2 separate regions of the Danio rerio genome follow, and region 2 is linked to region 1. The links are chromatin contacts, called in public HiChIP or PLAC-seq maps. All regions are on one chromosome and are shown on one strand. Each heading gives the region's core, a stretch centred on a gene start, on an enhancer-like site or on the middle of the called end of the contact. The rest is flanking DNA. Distances are from core to core; before and after follow the strand shown. Region 1 holds the start of zbtb10 (zinc finger and BTB domain containing 10). Region 2 holds the start of mrpl53 (mitochondrial ribosomal protein L53).

The links. HiChIP or PLAC-seq counts read pairs in DNA pulled down with a chosen protein or histone mark.
Region 2: an H3K4me3 HiChIP or PLAC-seq map of embryo shows a contact between it and region 1, with 4 times the contacts expected there. The contact joins the promoter of mrpl53 here to the promoter of zbtb10 in region 1. A contact is called at or near these places in 1 of 18 Hi-C or Micro-C datasets (caudal fin) and 1 of 4 datasets of contacts at active chromatin or transcription factors (embryo).

What each region holds. Positions count from the first base shown.
Region 1 is chr19:34,342,206-34,348,533 of GRCz12tu, reverse strand. zbtb10 (zinc finger and BTB domain containing 10) reads left to right here and starts at 2,503. Exons shown (of 4, transcript NM_001128539.1): 1 at 2,503-2,917. The coding sequence starts at 2,576.
Region 2 is chr19:34,608,424-34,614,525 of GRCz12tu, reverse strand. mrpl53 (mitochondrial ribosomal protein L53) reads right to left here and starts at 2,774. Exons shown (of 3, transcript NM_001004653.1): 1 at 2,672-2,774. The coding sequence starts at 2,766. It also overlaps a transcript of hpca not described here.

The sequences.
Region 1 (6,328 bases), core at 1,254-3,753:
TCTGCTGTGGCGACCTCTGATTAATAAAGGGACTTAGCCGACAAGAAAGTGAATGAATGAATTTAACACCTTCAAGATATTTCAGTAAGTTTAAGACTTTTTAAGACCCTGCAGACACCCTAAATACAATAAATAGGCTACTCATACATTCTAGAGTTCATCATAAATAATATTAAATAAACAAACAACAAATTACACCGTAAAATGTGACATCTGGAGACATACACTGCAAAAAATGCTTCGTACATTTTACTTTAAAAAAATTGAAGCATCAGCCTTTTGAGTGTTTCAAACTCATTTTATTTTAGTTTGTCCTATTAGACTTTACGTGTTCTCAACTTGCACTTTCAAGTAACAATTTTTAGTTTTGGGTTTCTCAAACCAAAAATGTGCTTATTTTGAGTGCATGTATTTGGACTTGTGGGGGAAACCGAACCACCTGGAGGAAACCTACAAAAACATGGGAAAAACATGCAAACTCCACACAGAAACGCCAACTGATCCAGCCAAGGCTTGAACCAGGGACCTTCTTGCTGTGAGGCAATTGTGCTACCCACTGCGCCACCATTGCTGCTGTATTTTTACCATTATTCAGTAAAAATTGAACAGAGCTTTTAAGTAATGGAAACATAATTTTATTATTTTTCAACCTTTATTAAGTATTGAATCCTTTTTAGTTTTCTACATCAAACAATAAACACAAAAATAGTCAAATGCATTTATTAAGTTGAAAATTCTCTTTTTTTAAGTATTACAGAATTTATACCACAATGTTAAAACATCATTTTAACTTTATTTTTTTTAATACTCTGGCAAAGGCTACAACTTTAACCCCTTTAACAGAAGCTATAAATGACAGAGATAATGATAAAGGGTTACCGGTATTGCTCTTTTTAATGTACACTAAAAATATTTTGTATTCCTTATGAAAAAAAGAAAATTGGACACTCTGGCAATTAGTAATCCAAGCCATTTTTTCCAGATCTTCAGCGAATAACACACAATTACCATCCTAATTTCGACATGATAATGGTAATGATTAGCAGGGCTAACAAAAATGAAGTCCTGCTCCTCCATGAGGGTGAGCTCGGAGTTTTTAATTCACCTACAGTCAAACCGGACACGCCCAGAGGAAGCTGCATGCGCTTATAAATCGTCAATCGTGTTATCATGTTTGTAGTGTAGGAAATGACGCCACCCACTGGGTGACAGGCTTTAATAATCCTACAGAAAGTAGCCTATATTCTAATCTAAACAATCAAGGAAATATTCGTCGTTTTTTTTTTTTTTATCTCAAATGGCCCTTCAAATACACCATATGTGATCTTAAATTTGATGTTGTAAAACTGTAAATAGACATGTCTCAGTTTATTTTTTTAAGTTTTAAAATGAAATATGGCGGTTCGTTCCGCTGTGGCGACCCCTGGTAAATCAGGGATTAAGCCTAAAGATGAGAGTGATTATGGTACGAGTTGGAGATAAAATGAATAGATGAATAAAAAAATCATGACAACAACATAAAACTATTTTGACAGTGACAGTGCCTTTTCTTGCATTTTATATAGCTTCGCTGCGATAATGTATTTTAACTATCTGTATTTGTAATACAATGCAGTATTAAAGTTTCCAGATATTTCAAATTGTGTGATGAAATATGTATTAAAAATCAACCAGTGTCAAAACTTGTATATTTAACCATCCACCTCCATTACCACCTGGAAAATACACCTATGCATGCATTCATCGCGAGAAGCTTTTTACTCCAGCGAGTCAGCAGCGACCCACCTGTCCTGATCATCGGGACTCGCGCGACAAACATGGAGCGCCGGCTGTAATGTCACGCGCCGGGGAGGGCGTGAAAGGGATACAAAGACTTATTGGTTCGAGACGTGTAGCCCTTTAGATGAAAAAGCATGCGGAAAATGGGTGCAGTCATCGACACAAAAGACCCCTGGCTGTTCGGCGTCACCCCCATCTTCCTTTAACACGAGCCCCCCCTCCTCCCTCTGACCGAGATGCATTGTGGGGGAAGTCGTTGCCATTCGACCTCTGCGGGGCCTGCGCGGACGCAGACAGAACCCTGAAATTCATTATGCCTTTAAAACCCCTATTTATTTCCGCATAACCTACATACTCTCACCAGGAGGCCGGAGCGCGGAAAAACGGCTCATTTCATGCGGAATACTTTATTTACGAGAGCCGCGATCGGATTTTTGTTTTGTTGAGGAAGTGAAGATTGTAATTTATTTCTAGAAAAATGTCCGGAGAGCGAAACCGCAGGTCGCTGGCTTTCCGAGGAGGTGGATTAGCCGTCACCGGTCCCAGCGCCGTCGGAGGAGGCAGCAACGGCAACAGCTGTGAGGCCCCGGCCTGTCAAGACCGACATTTGAACGGGAACAGACCGGATCAGGAGGACGATCGGGATTTGGGGGCGAAAGGACCATCGCTGGGGAAAGTCGAGGGCGGGGGGTCTGTCAGCGACAGCACGGAGCCGGAGGCAGAGGAGGACGAGGACCCGGAAGGGGGCACTTGGACAGCGGGGAAACATAATGACAGGGGCGTTTTAAACAGCGTAATGCTGAAAACCGAGGGCTGTAAGAAGGCGACTGGCAACGGTGTGAACCGGGAGGACGGGAGCACGGGAGAGGCGGAAGAAACGGCCGCGAGAAAGCCGCTGCTGGAGATGAGACCTCAGACGCTGCTGCAGAAACACTCGCTCTTCCAAGCCTGCTGGCTGGAGGAGTTTCCCTGGCTCAGATTCAGCCACGAAACAGGACTCATGTCTTGCTCCTGGTGCCATAACATCGCCACCAACAACAGCGACGAGTTGGTAAAAGGCAGTCGGAATTACAAGCGGGCCTTGCTGCTGAGACATCACCTGTCCTCGGAGCACGGCAGGAATGACCCGACCAAACAGGTACGTTCGCAGTCTGGTATAACGGGGACACTCGCACCGCCGACGAAGACGAGTTTAAAAGGGTTGTTCCGTGTTTCGTTAACAAACGTCGACGTTTTTATTCCTATTTTAGAGTGGGAATGTTGTTTTCGAAGAGGTTTAGCGAGCTAACAAGTATGTTAGCTATACTCAAGTCGGAGGTAGCAGGTTAGCATGTGTGAGCTAACTGGATCAGCGCTGTCAATTCGTGAGGGGAGCTTAAAACCCTCGACTGCCTCGTTTAAAGTATAAATATTTATCTTAGATGTCATATGCTCATTTAAAGCCTTACAGAAACCATATTGTTTCCTTTTTTACAAGAATTCGTTGTGTGATTGTGTAGGATTTAATACGAGATATCAATTATTAAACAGACCGCAAGTGAGATTGTGACTCAAAATGTTCTCTCTGTTTCCTGCGTTGCACTGTAATTATCAACCCTGGTTACCAGGGTAACTAACCTGATTGCCACAGAGGTCACACAATGGCAAGGGCTTGACCCTGCTACCTTTGGGGAGCCGCACCCCTTCCCAACCCCCTCGCTGTAAAAAGTGACCTCTGGCACATCTCACCCTCCCCTTTTAGGGCATCTAAATTAGAGGCATTGTGTTAGGTGACTCCCCAAGATCCATAGATAGTGTGTGTCATTTGCTACATTGGACTGGAGTGAATTATGTCGCCTGTAAGGACAGCAATGCCTGATACGTGCAGACCACTGCAATGAGCAGAATGAGATTAGACTCGAAGTCATATCACACCAGAACAATGTTCTATTGGTCATTTGCTCGTATAATGCACTGCAAAAGTGAAATTTGATTCATATTTCTTCTGTCTTCTATACCCGGAGGAGATGTCGTTTAAGATAAATTGTTATTGATCAATATTTGTAATGCTTCAGATTCCATGTGCTCTATCAAGCCACAGAATGACTGATTCAAATACTTAATTCCACCCAGAAGATGCCGTGTTATTGGTTTGCCTGTGAAATCCCTTAAGGATTGCGTGGTATGATAACGTCCAGTCTGTCTAATCAGGGTGACACAAAGTGTTCCACTAACTCAATTTATACCCCTCACTAATTAGGAAGGAAAGGAGGAGGAGATTACCACTGACTCCCTAGCAACACGGGGTTAAGACGCTCCAGCAGATCTGAACCCTGTAACACTTTCCTGTTCGCTCACTTTGAAGTGACCTCTGTCAGTCAACCTTTTCACAGTACTGTTTCTGTTGTATTGAGTTGAATGTGTTATAAATGTGCAAAAATACACACATCGCACAGAAAACTTGGCATATTGTCTGACATCGATTGTGCGTATTAAAGCTCTGTAGATCTATCTATCTATCTATCTATCTATCTATCTATCTATCTATCTATCTATCTATCTATCTATCTATCTATCTATCTATCCCAAGTACTATAGACAAATTAAAAATGTTTGTCTGTTTCTCCTATACTATACTAATTCCATCCATCCATCCATCCATTAATTAGTAAATATCCCAAATACTATAGACAAATTCTATCTATCTATCTATCTATCTATCTATCTATCTATCTATCTATCTATCTATCTATCTATCTATCTATCTATCTATCATTACTAAATATCCCAAATACTATAGACAAATTATAAATGTTTGTCTGTTTCTCCTATACTATGCTAATTCCATCCATCCATCCATCCATCCATCCATCCATCCATCCATCCATCCATCCATCCATTAGTAAATATCCCAAATACTATAGACAAATACTAAAGATGTCTATCTATCTATCTATCTATCTATCTATCTATCTATCTATCTATCTATCTATCTATCTATCTATCTATCTATCTATCTATCTATCTATCTATCTATCTATCTATCTATCTATCTATCCCAAGTACTATAGACAAATTATAAATGTTTGTCTGTTTCTCCTATACTATACTAATTCCATCCATCCATCCATCCATCCATCCATCCATCCATTAGTAAATATCCCAAATACTATAGACAAATTATAAATGTTTGTTTCTCCTATACTACACTAAATCCACCCACCCACCCACCCATCCATCCATCCACCCAACGATCCATCCATCCTCCCACCCATCCTCCCACCCATCCATCCATCCATCCATCCATCCATCCATCCATCCATCCATCCATCCATCCATCCATCCATCCATCCATCCATCATTAGTAAATATCCCAAATACTATAGACAAATTATATCTATCTTATCTATCTATCTATCTATCTATCTATCTATCTATCTATCTATCTATCTATCTATCTATCTATCTATCTATCTATCTATCTATCTATCTATCTATCTATCTATCTATCTATCTATCTATCTATCATTACTAAATATCCCAAGTACTATAGACAAATTATAAATGTTTGTCTGTTTTCCTATACTATACTAATTCCATCCATCCATCCATCCATTAGTAAATATCCCAAATACTATAGACAAATTCTATCTATCTATCTATCTATCTATCTATCTATCTATCTATCTATCTATCTATCTATCTATCTATCTATCTATCTATCTATCTATCTATCTATCTATCTATCTATCTATCTATCTATCTATCTATCTATCTATCTATCTATCATTACTAAATATCCCAAGTACTATAGACAAATTATAAATGTTTGTCTGTTTTCCTATACTATACTAATTCCATCCATCCATCCATCCATTAGTAAATATCCCAAATACTATAGACAAATTCTATCTATCTATCTATCTATCTATCTATCTATCTATCTATCTATCTATCTATCTATCTATCTATCTATCTATCTATCTATCTATCTATCTATCTATCTATCTATCTATCTATCTATCTATCTATCTATCTATCTAGTTATGATTTACTTTTGTCAAAAAGTGTGTGATAGCTGACAGGAAGACCACAATATCTTGGAAGAATAGCATCTGTCTTAAAGTGGGCTGTGCAGAACATTAGGCTGTCTGAGTAGAGAGAGACTTTTCTGGTAGGCCACATCCTCCAATAGCCAATTTCATAATTGTGATCCATTATGTTTTTCAGTGCAGCGACTGTCCGTCATAATGGGCTAAATTTCTTCACTGGTCCATATCAAGCTCCTGTAATTTAATTAGCCCTAAAGCAGGGTATCTGGGATGCCTCATTCTCCTGTCTGGACTTAAAACTATTTGCCCTTTCTTCCAGTTATTAGTGAGCTCCAATGAAGACGAGGGTCTCCACCCCAGTGCTGTCTGCCGCTCTGAGATATGTGTGTATTGGGTCAGGGGGGGTTGTTGTGGTGGCGTTGTTGTTGTTGGTGCTGGTGGGGGAGAATTCCCTGGAATTTTGTATCGATGAGCCCTGCTCTTTGTTGGGAGGCCCAGATTCTGGCATTCCCCTCCCA
Region 2 (6,102 bases), core at 1,525-4,024, 270 kb before region 1:
CTCGACAGGGCCGGAGTGGGACTCATTTTCAGCCCTGGAGTTTCAAGCCAGACCGGCCCACCTCAGTTCACGACTGTCTATTTTAAAATAAGATCATTTCCAGTTCAGTTTCTAGTGACACTATCACGTCTTTTTCAAGAAAACAGCTGCTTTACAAATTCAAATTTTCAAAAGCCCTAACAGTATTACATGTCTTAACAATAAAGATGAAAAAAAATAATAATCATAATTTTCCAGGTGAGGTTCGAACACGGGTCAGACGGCGTTAGTAACGCAATGTGATTACCACTGGTCCACTATAGCGCTAATGCAGCTGAACAAAAAAAAAGTATTGGACCTGCAAGACATGGTATTACTTTCTATTGATGGCTTAATCTCCCTTTTTTAAATTTCTGATCAAGTTATGTCAGATTTATTAATAGTGAATCATCTGATTTTCATTGAGCAGGTGTATTATTCATTAATATTAATTATTCGAATTCGCTGTTTGGGGTCGAATGATGATAGTCAACGTTACATCCTCATTAACGTTAGTTAATCTGCAGGCTGCAACCAGCAGGTCCTACACCACCCAATCTGCTCTGATCTAGGATCCAACCAGGGAGTCCGAAGACCATGGCCTCTAGCATCTGTCATTAGAGCACCTTTAAATGTCAGAGGAGTGAGGTTTACCTGCGCAGCACTTCACTAGCTGGCCTCAGTTTCATAAGTCCAGCAGTATGGCTGAATTAACAGTATTTGAAAAACAGCAGACGAAAAGTTCTCAGAAAAGTAGTGTGCATTCGGTGGACACTTTACTATCCCAAAAGTCAGCACAAGAAAATTTATACATAGGAATGAAGGAACACAACTGATGCGAGTAGATTGTGTGATAATTAAATGGTGAATGTAGTATGTTTTAATTGCACTACTATCCTTTACATTCATACTATATAAAACATACTCTTCCAACAGTTTTAAAGTTTAAATTCAAATGCTGAACCTACACGAGAAGCATGCCATTTCGGATGCAGCAATTATTGTGCAACTTCTTTGGGGGTTTCTGGGTTTCTTCTTTGTGGGTATTTGAAGATTCTACATTAGAGCGCCCCCTGGCCTTCAGTGGAGATTTCATAAAACTGTGCTTTCCTACGAAGATGTGCATGACATTCACTAATTTGCTTAATTGTACAACCCTATTTGAAATGGCCAAATTTCAACTAACTTCCCAAGATCTTTGAGTATAATCGTTATTATAGGGTATATGCAGAGCTAGTGTTTCTTCCCATAATGATAAACTTCCGGTGAACGGTTAATGTGACTTTTTTCCATTTTATCTGGTTCCTTTTACAGCATTAATATTGTAATGTAATTAAAATACAATCAGTTAAATAGGTTTTGGCATTCATTTAGTTGCTCAAGCATAAAATGAGACAAAAAGCAGTTTACTCGCATGCGGCCGTCAGAATCGGCAGGCTAGGGCTGAAGCTCTATTGAATATGCTGGGGTAAAATAAATGCTCATATTATAAAGGCATGGCGGGAGGAAATGCAATTTAATGCAGTGACTCTAGTACAATCTGAGACCCACTTTATATCAGATATCACTCAGCCAGTGGAGATAGCTGATGTTTAAAGAAAACAGACCTTAAACGTGCCGATTTTTGCAATGGCATACAGTTTCCCAAAAGCGCTTAACTTAGGCAACTGACAAATTGAAAAGTCCTTTAGCATACCTCAGCATCTACCTTATTAATCATGATAAATACTTTACATTTCATTAATTTACAATTATTTAATCACTGATAATTTTACATTCATTAATAAATAATAATAGGGGTTTAGACTCTTTGTATAATCCCTTCATCAGTTATTTTGTCATCTTTTATCAGTTATTCAACAACAAAAATAATCAACATGTGGAAGGAAAGTGTACGCATCATGAAAATTGGTATACTGTGCAATTATCAATAATTATAACAAATGTATTAGTGTTAAACTCTTTTGACTGATCACTCTTAGCCTGCTGTAGTTATTTGGATTACTCAGAAAGGGACGCCAGAGGTTTTACAATACAGATAATTCATCCTAAAATGAAATTGTACTCACTATTTACTCACCCTCAAGTGGTTTTAAATCTTTGTTATGAGTTTCTTTACTCTGTCCATCACAAGAATGATATTCTGAAGAAAGCTGAAAAACAATAACTATGTAACCAAAAATAAATACTTTAAATGTCAATGTTTACAAGTTTTCAGCATTCTTCAAAATATCTTCTTTTGTGTTCAAAACAGAAAAATGCAAACAGCGAAGGTAAAGTAAATGGTGACTGTTCATTTTTGGAAGAATTAACGTAACGTTATCCTCTTACTTTATACGAATGCAGTTGAATCATGATGAGCTTCATATTATCAATGCGACATCATAAGCATGTTAGCTTTCCACAAATATATTTGCATATAATTCCGAATTATCGATGTATAGTACCGTTCACTTGACAAGTCAAACGTCGGGTTTGGAGAATAGTTCGGCAGTGGCGAAGGCAACAATATGAAATGTTACGAATAACCTGCACCAGAAGAGCTGATAAAGTCATGCTCAAGAACAAGATTTACTTTACCAGACATAACGTTACTCGTTCAACGTTAACCATAATCACGAGACGTAAATCAACGTATGTGAAGAATTCTTACCGTGCGGAGCGAGCATTATTATCAAAAGGACAAAACTGTACAATGATTTGCTTAACCGTCTTCAATACTACTCCTGCCTTCTTGGACGCCGCCATCTTTCTGTACGTGACCTTTCACCTGCTCGTGACGTAGGCATGCGGCTCGTCTAGAAGATTTTTGTGTAATATATATTCACATAGTAATACATTCAAACTCGTCAAATATATTTAGATTTTATTTATTAGTTTATTACTTTTAATTTATTTTCGTATTTAAAAACATTTTACTTTATTATTTGTACTACGTCATATAAATAAATAAATAAATAATGAATAAATAAATGAATGAATGAATAAATAAAAAAATAGTCAATGCTTTTTTTATTGAATCTTTATGTATTTAAATTGTTTTATTGATATTCAAAAAAACTTCCTATTAATTAAATACCTTATATGAATTACAATAATTTGTAAAGAGATGTGAAAGCATTTTTAAGCATGGACTGTAAATTAAAATAAATAAACAGATACATACATACAATACATAAATAATACAATAACAATTTCTGATACATATTGCACTCAAAACATTATGAGTCTATAATGTTATAAGTAAAGTTATATCATGTATAACATTATATATTATATAAATATAAATAAATACCCAAATATTGCTTAATAAATAAATGAGTAAACAAATCAATAAATTCCAGCATAAATAAACAAAACAGATAAATACATATGTAAGTAAATAAATAAATGTATATTAAAATCCTGAGGAAAAAAAACTAAGCTCAAGAATGAATAAACATTTGAAAGGAGGGAAAATAAACTTTTTAGTTTAGCATTTTCTTATTCCCCCAACATTCCTATAATTTATTTAATTATTTACCTGCCCGTGCTATGAAGTATTTATATACTTATTCCTACTTATAGGAATGTGTGCATTTTTATACGCATAAATTTATTTATTTGCATTTTATTATTTATTATTAATTTATTTATTTATTTATTTATTTATTAGTTCATTTATTTATGAAGGAATTTATAGTTTTATTTACTCATTTATTTGTATATTTGCCTATTTATTTATTTATTATTTTATTTATGCAAAAATTTACAGCTTAATTTACTAATTCATTTAAATATTTGCATATTTATTTATTTATTATTTTAATCAGGCGGGAATTTATGGCTTTATTTACTCATATATTTAAATATTTGCATATTTATTTATTTATTGTTTTATTCACGCAGGAATGTACGGCTTTATTTACTCATTTAGTTATATATTTGCATATTTATTTATTATTTTATTTATGAAAGAATTTACCGCTTAATTTACTAATTTACTTAAATATTTGCATATTTATTTATTTATTGTTTTATTTATTCAATAATTTACAGCTTAATTTACTAATTTATTTAAATATTTGCATATTTATTTATTATTTTATTTATGCAAGAATTTACAGCTTAATTTACTAATTTATTTAAATATTGGCATATTTATTTATTTATTTATTTATTTATTTATTTATTCAAGAATTTACAGCTTAATTTACTAATTTATTTAAATATTTGCATATTTATTTATTTATTATTTTATTCGTGCAGGAATTTACAGCTTTATTTACTCATTTATTTAAATATTTCCATATTTATTTATTTATTTACGCAGGAATTTACAGCTTTATTTACTCATTTAGTTATATTTGCACACTTATTTATTTATTATTTTATTTATGCAGGAATTTACAGCTTAATTTACTCATTTATTTATATATTTGTGCATTTATTTATTTATTTTATTTGAAATATATGGCTTAATTTACTCATTTATTTAAATATTTGCATATTTATTAATACATTTTTTGTTTTATTTATGCAGGAATTTATTAATTTATTTACTAATTTACATGTATTTTTGTATTTATTTATTTGGTTTTTGCAGGTTTTTTTCTCCGTACATATATAGTCAGTTTTTTATTAATATAATATTTTCATATATTTGTTTATACATGTTTGCCCTAATATTTAATATATATTTATAACAATGTTTTATCGTTCATTTATGCAGCTGTGGGGAACTAGTTCAACATTTTTATATTCAAAGACTCAAGTAATGAAATGAGTACTATTAGTTTTATATGGAATGACTATTCAGCATTCACAAATTTGCTTAATTTTGACTGACATGACATAAGCCAATTATAATGTTACAAAACAGCAGAGAGTTGTATAAAAGCAATTGATGCATGTCCAAAAGCATTTGCAATTTGTTGGAAGGAAACTACTATGATGTGCACAAATGACTAATTGTTTTGAGGAATGGATTACATGCTGTCCAAATGTAAATAATGTTGTGAGAAATGCACCAAAGCGACTGAGAGAAACTGTAATAAAAAGCATTTTATTGATGAAACGTGAAACACCTCCAGCAGATGGCGCAAGTGTATAGAGTATAATACATGTACGACACGGTTTACCTTCGACATAATTGTTCTGAGTTAATTTATTTATTTCCAAAAGAGTTCCATAATATTCCACAAATCTGTTTAACAGACTTAAACGTAAATTTTTTAAAATATGTGTTCTTCAGCAGAACATCAAAGGAGATATTAGGCTGAAACTGATCAGTGGAGCAGGGACATACAGTGACATATTGAGGAGCTCAAATACACTGAAATATGATAACTGCTGCTTGTTCAAACTACCTGTTTAAAATGAGCTGAAACAACGCAATTCTTGTAATTTCTTTGGCCAACTTCTTTGTTTTATGTTCAGTCCACTTATATGTGTAAAGCATTAAGTTAACATAAGCGTTTTGTGTTGGGACAACATGAAGGAATTGCGTTAGCCCAACTACCTGGTTAGGGCATTTGTAGTTCCCAGCATGCTTTGCGTGTGATTGAATTAATTATTTATGTTAACAATAAAAAGTAATCTTAGGTGTATAAAGTTAGACCTTTGATTTAGAGTTTAATCTTCACATTAGTTTGACGATTTTGAAGATTTTCATGTGCTTTGAGTTTTGAGATCACCATCTTGCAAAAGCACCCATGCTTTGGCTGTTGGCTGCTTTATTTGCAAAAAAGCAGTTTGTTTACTCGCTCAGTGAGCAATAACTGTCCTAAAATTAATTCTGAGATCAATGTTAATCAATTACTGTATATATTATATGCTTCAAATGGCTCTTTTATTTAATTTAGGATTCCTTCAAATAAAACTACACCTTAGAAATAAAGGTACAAAACCTGTCACTGGGGTGGTACCTTTTGAAAAGGTACACTTTTGTACCAGAGAGGTGGACATTAGTACCTTTAGCGCACACTTGTGTACCTTTAAGGGTTACTTTTGTACCTTTAAGTTACTGTGAGGTACAAATTTGTACTTTTTAGGTATTAATATGTACCTTTAAGGTACTGTTAGGAACAAAAACGTACCTTTTGA